Linked DNA regions of Pan troglodytes: region 2 is linked to region 1. Evidence: chromatin contacts called from public HiChIP or PLAC-seq data. All regions are on one chromosome and are shown on one strand. Each heading gives the region's core, a stretch centred on a gene start, on an enhancer-like site or on the middle of the called end of the contact. The rest is flanking DNA. Distances are from core to core; before and after follow the strand shown. Region 1 holds the start of POLD1 (DNA polymerase delta 1, catalytic subunit). Region 2 holds the start of LRRC4B (leucine rich repeat containing 4B).

The links. HiChIP or PLAC-seq counts read pairs in DNA pulled down with a chosen protein or histone mark.
Region 2: an H3K4me3 HiChIP or PLAC-seq map of stem cell-derived excitatory neurons shows a contact between it and region 1, with 2.2 times the contacts expected there. The contact joins the promoter of LRRC4B here to the promoter of POLD1 in region 1. A contact is called at or near these places in 1 of 7 Hi-C or Micro-C datasets (stem cell-derived neural progenitor cells) and 1 of 1 datasets of contacts at active chromatin or transcription factors (stem cell-derived excitatory neurons).

What each region holds. Positions count from the first base shown.
Region 1 is chr20:53,269,671-53,274,342 of NHGRI_mPanTro3-v2.0_pri, reverse strand. POLD1 (DNA polymerase delta 1, catalytic subunit) reads right to left here and starts at 1,797. Exons shown (of 27, transcript XM_016936649.4): 1 at 1,637-1,797. NR1H2 (nuclear receptor subfamily 1 group H member 2) reads right to left here. Exons shown (of 10, transcript XM_054672652.2): 9 at 3,854-4,062; 10 at 3,032-3,572. The coding sequence ends at 3,426.
Region 2 is chr20:53,454,811-53,459,389 of NHGRI_mPanTro3-v2.0_pri, reverse strand. It overlaps LRRC4B (leucine rich repeat containing 4B), which reads left to right and starts at 1,391. Exons shown (of 3, transcript XM_016936660.3): 1 at 1,391-1,929.

The DNA.
Region 1 (4,672 bases), core at 548-3,047:
GGACTGAAATCTCCTGTCCTTCCCCAACCAAACTGAATGATCATTGGCTCCCCAGTGCTCAGCAGAGGGCCTGTCCAAACAGCAGCTGTCAGAAACACATAAGAGAGGGAAGAGCATTTCAGGGGGAGGGAAGGAACCTCTCTAGGGGGAAGAGAGACCTGTGGGGGGGAAGTGCAGGAAGGAGGAGAAGCGGCCGTGCGTGGTGGCTCACGCCTGTAATCCCAGCACTTTGGGAGGCCGAGGCAAGTGGATCACCTGAGGTCAGGAGTTCGAGACCAGCCTGGCCAACACGGCGAAACCCCATCTCTACTAAAAATACAAAAAATGAGCTGGGCGTGGCAGTGGGTGCCGTAATCCCAGCTACTCAGGAGGCTGAGGCACGAGACTCGCCTGAACTCGGGAGGCGGAGGTTGCAATGAGCTGAGTTTGCACCACTGCATTCCAGCCTGGGTGACAGAGCAAGACTCTGTCTCAAAAAAAAAAAAAAAAAAAAAAGAGAAGACAGTGGCAACAAGTTCCTTCAGTGGAAGGGCTGAGGCGAGGCACTGACATCGCCCTGCCCACTCCTGGCTCCGCTCTAAACCCTGCCCACTCACTCCCCCACTAATCTTTGCCTTCAGAGCGGCAACCCCAACCTGCTTCTCCCTTAGCCTTCCCCATCCAGCCTGCTGCTCAAACCACAAACCCAGGGGTCATCCTGGACTCTTCCCCTTGCTCCTACGCCCAGTCCATCAGCCAGTCCCCCTGTCTCCGCCCGCAAAGGTAACCTGAGCCTGATTCTCTGCCTGCAGGACGCTCTCCCTCCTAACAGATCTCCCTCCTTCCATTCTTATTCCTGCTACAATCCAATTTCCACTCAGTGGTCAGTGAGTTTTTCAAAACATGGGGCGAATCGTGTTGTTTCCACGCTCAAACCCTCCCACGGCTCCCCGCTGAACCTAGAATAAAGGAGAAATTCCATACCAAGGTTTACAAGGCCCTATAGGATCTAGTTCCCCATCATGACTCCGACCTCATCTGTGTTTCTCTCGTCCCCTCGGCTCCTGCTACAAATACGCCAAGCTCCTTCCACCTCAGGGCTTTGCACTTGAGGGTCCCAGAGCGGTCGATTCTGGACCACTCCAGCTAAAGCAGCAGGCTCTTCGCTCATTATCACGTTACCCTGCGTTAGTTTCCTTCTGAGAGCATCTGACAGCCCCAGAGCACTGCTTTACTGATGCTATTAAAACTCATCACTTGTCTACCGTCTGTCTTCCCGAGACAGGGACTTCTCTGACTTGTTCCTGCTTCCAGAAAAGTGCCTGGCACAGAGTACTCAAACACCCAGCGAATCCAGGATGACACCAAGCCCGCACGTGCACCACCCAGTCCCCCCAGCTCCTCCCGGGCCACGTCCCGCCCCACGGTGCCCGGCGCACGCGCCCCCTGCCCGCCGAGGAATTCCACCCCCACCCCGGGCTTTTCCTGCTCGTCCCCGCGCCCTCGCCCAGGAAACCCCTGGTCCCTGCCCTCTCCTGCGCGCCCCCGGGCCAAAGGGTGCCCTCCCAACCGTCTCTCAGATCTATGTGCCTGGCTGCTCAAGCCCCGTTCCCTACCAGGCCCACTGCCCCGAACTCCCTTTTTCCCGTCTACTCACCCGCTTCAAACAGCGTTTCCCGCCACAGCCTACGCCGCCGTGACCCCTGACTCCCGCGCGCGCAAGCCCAGAGCCGCGGCGCTCAGAGACGGGCCACGCCCCCGCCTGCCCAAGTGCGGGCAAGGCCACGCCCCGCTTGTTCGACTGCAGGGCAGGCCCCGCCCCCTCTCTCAGCCTCCGAAGTGGCCTCGCCCCCTTGCTGAAAAATTCCCTTAACTCCGCCTCCCCATGACCTGTCTGCCCGAAGCCACGCCCCTCCGCGCGGCTACCTTCACGACCTCGTGCGGTCTGGGCGCGCCGCGGTTCTGTTCTCTCTCCTCCCACCCTCGGGTGTTGCGCGCGCATCCTCCGCGTCCCCCCGCCCGCCTCTCGCCCGGGGCCGTGTAGGGAGCGCTGCCCCGTCGCTGCCCAGCAGCCAGCTGGTGACCTGACGCCCAAGATCCCCGCAGAGGCTGGCCGATAAGCGGTAGAGTCCTGGCTTGATCTGTTCTCCTTCATCCTAGCTTCAGTTTCCCTATATGTAAATTAGACTCAACAACGCATGATAGGGACACTTGTGGGGCGCCCGGTACACTACTCTTAGGATAAGGTGATCGTTGGTAACTACTCTCACTTCCGCTGTCCCCCGCCCCAAATAAATATACCTTTAAGTTGCATCCCTCCATGCAACCCCCCTTTCGCCCTCGATTGGAATTGCTCATTCAGCTCCTTCAGGGCTGGCACAGGGGCAGGAAGGATTGGAGGAACTTCGTCGCTTCGCTCCGAACTCCTGGCGTCTCTCCTCTCAAACTTTGCAAGTGCTGTTCCCTCAACTTGGAGGCCCAGCCCCCAGGCTCTCGTTTTAGGTCCCAGCGATTGCCTCTGTTGTGATATCTTCCCTGATTTCCTCTAGCCCCACCACAGTGCCATGCTCATTAAAGTCCCTATCCCCCGAGTCTTGGTAGGAGGATGGTTATCTTGTTCACGGATGTTTCCAGTGCCTAGAATTGTGCCTAACTGTAGTTAATGCTCTGGAAACATTTATTGGGTGAATGTCTCCATCTCTAGAATGGCCAACCCAGTGCCTGGCCCACAGGAGGCCTCAGCAAACACTTGTTGTTCGGACAAAAGTCCAGGTCCCCTCATTCACTTAAATCCTGTTTATCCTTCAAGGGCGAGTTCTGATTCACCTTGTCCAGGGAGGTGACCCTGAGGCTGAGGCCTTTGTCCTGAACTTTCACAGCAGGCGACACACCACCCAGCACTGGGACCCTATGTGCCACCCTTTTCCCAACAGCCTGGGGACACCCAGTCCCACCTGCTCAATCAGGTTCAGGGACCCAGTGTCACTGAGGTCCCTAGAAGCCCACGCCCTCTCCATCTTGCACTCCAGCTCCGGGCTGGATTGTATTCATATTTTATTTTCCTGTTTCTGTTTTTAGTTTTTATTAAATAAAAGCAGAGGAAGAGGAAGGCCTCTGGTCTCCCGGGCTAGGGGGGAGAGCCATGGGTCCTCCCCTCCCTCTGTTCAAGGTGCACTGCGTGCTGGGCTTGAGGTGTAAGCTGGGGAGGGAGGGCAGCTGGGAAGGGTCAGCGGTCGGGACCTGCAACCCTTTCACCCCTTCTGGAAGACTCGCTGGGCAGGGAGGGAGCCTCCTGGACCTGGACTGGGGCTTATCCCAAGGGATGAGAGCCGATAGGTCTACAGGCTCGGCACAAGGCCCCTTCCACCCTAGGAAGAGGAAGGGGTGCCGGCGTCTATCTGCTGGAGGGTGGTCAGGCAAGGCTGTGGGGCTGGGTGGCCGGCCCCTCACTCGTGGACGTCCCAGATCTCCGACAGCAGAGGCGGCAGCTTCTTGTCCTGGAGCCGCAAGGCGAAGACCTGCTCCGAGTGCACAGAGCTCAGCGTGCGCAGGCTCACCAGCTTCATGAGCATGCGCGGGAAGCGCAGCTGGTCCTGAGGGAGGAGGCAGGTGGGCGCTGGCTGAGCCCCTGCCCTGCCAGGCTTTGGGAGGCCCACCCCAACAGAAAAGAGGGCCCCTCCCCGACCAGGCGTGGGAGCCAGCGTGGGGCCCGCCTCTGTGCTTGGACTAGACCTGGCTCCCAGTCGAGCAGGGTGGGGCCTGAGGAAAGACTCTGCGGAGGGGACGGCAGTGCGGCTGGCAGAACCCAGCCTGAACGGACCATGTGGGCCGCGGGACGTAGTTGGCTCTGCGCAGAGGCTCTGCGGGGCCCTACCTGCGGCCTCTTGATGCGCGTGTAGGACAGCAGCGCCTCCACGTAGGGCTGCTGCAACGCCTCCACGCGGCCCGGCTCCTGCACGTTGGGCCGGTCGGCCGAGAAGATGTTGATGGCGATGAGCAGGGCGTACTCAGCGTCGTCCAGGCCCAGCCGCCGCATGGCCCGCGAGAACTCGAAGATGGGGTTGATGAACTCCACCTGCAGGCCTGCGGGGCGGGAGGCAGCCCGTGACTCCCTCAGCCCGAAACCGTGCCCCACATCCTGGACCCTGGCGCTGCCCACAGTCTCCGGGGCTGGGAACACAGCAGTAATTACAGCGTTCTTGTCATTTCTGTCCACCTGTGCCCCGTGCCCATGAGTGCTGGCATGTAGTAGGTGTGCCACACATGCTGCCCAGTGAAGGAATGAATGAGGGTGCATGTTTCTTCAGTATTTTCTACTATCCTATCACCACCCTCCCTTCCCACCTGGGCGGTGGCTGCAGCTTCCCCTGAGTCCTATTCTTGTCCCCTTCACAAAGGCAAAGGGAAGCTTTTAAAACCTAGGTCACATCGTGCTGGTCCCAGCGCTGGCTTCCACTGCTCAAGGTAAAGCCCAAACTCATTCCCAAAACTGACTTGTTCATTCAGTCATCAAATGTCACTGAGTACCTGCCACGTGCCAGGCTCCAGCACTTACATTTGAGAGCCTAGGGGACCGGTCACAGACAAACACATTAGGAAGAGGCCCAGCCTGTCAGAGGGCTGTGAGTTCAATGGAACCAGGCAGTGCAGAGAAGTGTGAAGGGCCCTACTGAGCCATGGTTCTATTTTACAC
Region 2 (4,579 bases), core at 142-2,641, 190 kb before region 1:
TGAAAGAAGGAACCTTCATCTTTCTTCTCTCTCTCCTGAGTCCTCAGTTATTAGTCAGTGTTTTGGGGGATAACAAGGAAGGGGTGAAACTTCTGTGCTAATTTTAACATCTGGAAGGATCTTCAGTGTCCTGGACAGGGGCCACCCCTCCTTCTGGGTTTCTCCGCCCCTGATTCCCGATGTCCCCCTTCCTTGGGGCCCAAGCTTTTGGGGTAGTGGACCGGGGAGGTAGAGGGGAGGGTCACGGTGACCTCCCAGAGGCCTCTGCATCTGCCCTCCCCCTCCCTGCACCCAAGATGCAGCTCAGCTTCACAGCTCTAAATGCATCCCTAGCACCCGCTGCCAACACCTGGGGCACCTCAGAGGAGAGTGAGTAGGGAGGCTGCAGGCTGTGCCCTCTGCCCCTCCCAGGTGCCTCCACCTGCCAAGTCTGGACCAGGGACGAAAGCTAGGAACTGACCTATTCTCCATCTCCCTCAGGGTACCCCCAGCCCAAAACTGCATTCAAACCCCATCCTGGCTCCTCCAAGAGCTCAGTGGTCTCTTCTGGAAAATGGGTTTGAAGGTTCTTCTCTTCATGAGGTGGAGGGGCGGACGAGGCGGGCATACAGCGGAGTTCAAGAAAGGCCCTCTGTCCCCTCCCCCACTCTGTCTACTCCCCGGGCTCTTGCCACCCAGTCTTGGGCCCTCAAAGCTCCAGCTCCCCAGCTTCTCTCCTCTCCCCCGAGATCTTTCTCCTCCCCCCTCCCCCCGACGGGTCCTTCCCTCCCTCTTCCATCCTCTCATCTCTGTCCCACTTAGATCCTCCTGCCTCTTCCGGGTCCTGCCAGCTTCCCCTGCTCTTCCTGACAACACACACCGCACCCCCCATTCTTCTCCCCACAGCCCCCGCCGCCCTCCAGGCCCCTCTGTCCCCTGCAGCCCTCAAAGTTAGGCCTTCCCTACCTCCTCTTTCCCCTCACTTCCCTGCCCCTGGGCCTCTCCTGCCCATCTCTCTACCCATCTCTCCCTCCACTCCTCCTCTCCCTCCTTTCCTCTTCCTCTACCCACTCCCCCTGCTCCCCCGCCCTCCCCTCCCCTTCATCCAGGACCTTATTGCAGGAGTTACCCCCTCCTCTCCCCTCCCCTCCCACACCCTCTCCCCTTTCCCTCCTCTCTCCCCTGCTCCCTCCCCTTTTTCTCCCCCTCTTCTTTCTTCCACCCCCTTCCCACTTCCTTCCTTCTTTCCTCCCCTTCCCTCTTCTTTCCTCCCCCCTTCCCCTTCCCTCCCGTCTCCCTCTCCTTTCTTCCCTCCCTCTCCCATCCTCTCCGGTTCTTCCCCCCTCTTTCCTTCCTCCCTCTCCACGCTGCCCTCCCTCCCCTCCCTCTCTCCCCCCTCCTCTCCTCCCGGGCCTCCCTCCCTGCTCCCTCCCTCCGCCCGCCCGCTCCCACCATCATCAGTATTCCGCTCCCGTCTCCGCCGCTCTCGGCTGCTCTCGGTCGCTGCCGCACCGTCCGAGGCGGGGGCCGGGGCCGGGGCCGGGGCCTGGGGGGGGGTGGGGTGGGGGGAGAGCGGCGCCGGCGGGCCCGAGGAGGGAGGAAGGAAGGAAGGAAGGCTGGAAGGAAGGAAGCCAGGAAAGAAAGAAGGAAAGAAAGGAAGGCAAGAAGGAAGGCGGGCGGCGGGCGAGGGCGCCGGGCCGGACGGCAGGCGGGCGCGAGGCGAGGAGGCAGAGCGGCCCCCCCAGCCCCACCGCCGCCGCTGCGGAAGCCCCCTCCCCACCCAGGAGCCGGGGAGGGGGGAGAGCGCGAGAGGCTCCAGGCCCGGCCGCAGCCCCGCCCCCCGCGCCTCCCCGCAGCGGGCCTTGCACCCCAAATTCCTGAGCCTCATTGGGGGGTCCTCCCCCCACGGGCCGGGCATGCTGCCCCCCGGAAGGAACCCCTCTCCTCGCTGTGAGTAGCCGCCAAGGGGCACGGGTCGGGGGCGGGGGCCGGAGGCGGAACCGCGGGGGGTGGGTGGGGGGCATTCGCTAATTGGGGGACAGTGGTCTTAGGCCTCCTCCGGGATGGGGGGGATGGCAGAGGACAGGGGGCGGGGCCTAATGGGAGGCAGAAGCCGGTGGGGGAGGCGACTGGGTGGGGGTTCTCCGGGCAGGGCGAGTTCTTTGCTGTGGGGGGGGGGGGTGGTTGTCGCTGCTGCCTGGGGACAGGTTGTGGGGGGTGCGTCCGGCGGTCGCTGCGTATCCAGCTGTGGGGCTGAGGAAGTAGGCTTAGGGTGGGGGGCTCTCCGGGCGTAGGTCCGGGCCCCCCTTTCTGGGGCGGGAGTCCAGGTTCTTCCTCTCCCCATGGCCCCTCCCACCCTCCACACCGCTGCTGCTTGGGGTGTGGGGGGGCACGCCAGTGATGGGGAGGGGGGAGAGGCGGGCACGGGGTTTCCTTGGTGACCGCGCCTGGCAAGAGCGGTTGCCGTGGCAACCGGGGAGAACCGGGGAGTTTGGGAAGTGAAAATGGGAAAGACGGAGGGGGTGATTGGGGAGTGAGACAACCCCCTCCCCAGTCTTCAGCCCTTCTCCCTCTGGGGTCACCCCGCCTCTCCTGGTGGGCGGCTCGGACCCCTGCCCCTCCGTCTCTCCAAGACCCCCCATTCCCTGACCCCACTAGGCTTTGGGGCCTTCTATCCTTGGGCACGTGTCTCTCCAGGACCACTGCCTCTCCCATCTCCCTCCGCCCTCCCCTCCTGGAAACCTCTCCTCCTGGAGACCCCCGCCCCCCATTTGCTGCCTCCTCCCCAGGCTTCCGACCCTCACACCTGCTCTTCTAGGACCTTCTAAGACACGGCATCTGCTCCTCAGGATTCTCTAACCCCCATCTCTGACAATCCCCCAGATATCCCTCTCCAGACCTTCTGTCCAGGAGACCCTCACTTCAGCCGCCCTCTCCTCTAGCTCCCTCCTCCCACTCCCTCCCCGCCCCTCTTTGGGCCTTGCACCCCAGCCTCTCCCCTTTCTCCCCAACACCCCCAGTCGCCTTCTCCTTAGCCCATCACTCTCTGAAACATCCTTCTATGACCTTTCATCACCCAGAGACCCCCTCCATCGTTGTCTCCTCACCCCATAGTACTCCCCAATCTCAGACCCCCCCAATCCTAGCTCTCTCCTTTTGGGAGCCTCTCCTTCCAACTCACCATCAATCCCGGGCTCTCAGGGTTCCCCCCATCTCTATGCCCCTGCCTCCCTGGGGTCCTGTCCTGCCAGGGGCCCAGCCAGTCTCTCTCCAGGACTCGAGTCTCCAGAGCCCAGGATGGCCTCTTGCCCACCCCTCCACCCCTTCGCCTCCTCTCTGCACCCCCATCTCCTTCCCCAGACCTCCTCACCTCTGCTCTCCTCCTAGGCGCCCTCCCCTCCTCCCTGCCCCCTCCCCGCAGCCTCTGGTGACTTTCTGTCGGGGTGGGGAATTCCCCTGGGGAGAGCCCAGCTGGGAAGGGGGAGGGGGAAGGGAGCCTCGGGGCTGCCCCTCGGCCCCCTCCCCGCCCCCCTCTCCAGCTGGGAGCTGCAGTGGCGCCTCCGCAGCGCCCCATTGCTATGCGCCTCACATCCCAAGTCCCGGCCGCGCAGCCGCCAGACAGGAACTCGGGCTCCAGGCAGCTGGGAGTAGCCGGAGCCGGCTTCGCTCCTGGTCCAGGAGCCTGAAAACTCCCGCCCCCCACCCCCGGACCGCGGCCAGGACCGCACCTCCCTCTTCCTGTAGCATCTTCCGCAGCCTTCGCCTTCTAACCTGCCTTTCCGCAGCCTCCACTTCCCCTTCCCACCTTCCTCCTCCTCCTCCTCCTCCCTGGGGCTCCTCTCCTCCTGGCCACCGGATTGTCCAAACGCACACAGAGAAAGGAGGGACAGAGAGTGAAGCCGCCGAAAGGCGGGGAGAGAGACCCAAGGAAGGGAAGAGTGGGAGCCAGGGAGGGAGGCACAGAGGGAGAGAAGGGACCCAGCCTCCGAAACAGACATACAGGCAATTAGGGCATCAGCACGGAGTCACGGAGTTACTCACTTAATTTCCGAAAGAAAGAGTCGGGGAGCCGGGGACACACGCCACTCCCACCCAGAGAGCAGACACGCGGGTGAGGCAGAGACGCAGGGAGCCACAGACTCAGGGAGGGTGGGACAGACCCGCGAGGTGCCTGCTGGGGCCAGCAGGGAGCCGGGGGACACTGGCCACCAGAGTTCTGGGGGATTAGAGGCCGCTTCTGACTTGTCAGAGGGACCCCAAGTCAGCAAGTCAGTGACAGACAGTGGGAGCGTGCGAGGAAGACACGGGGCACGTGGAGGCAAAGATTCCCCTGGCAGGTACACACACACACACACACACACACACACACACACACACACACACACGAGAGCACACAGTCATTCACTGGCAGCCAGAGACCCCGATATGGAACCAGAGAGGCCCAGTTGCAGACGCAGCCCCCACACTCAGTCAGCCAGTGGTCAGGAGAGACAAGGAGCAGTCCCCAGACCTGTAGTCGTGTGTCACACAGAGACACACACAGTCCTTCGTACACAGACCTGGAGGGAGAGACAAAGGCAGGAGGCCCTTGCCTTGTGGT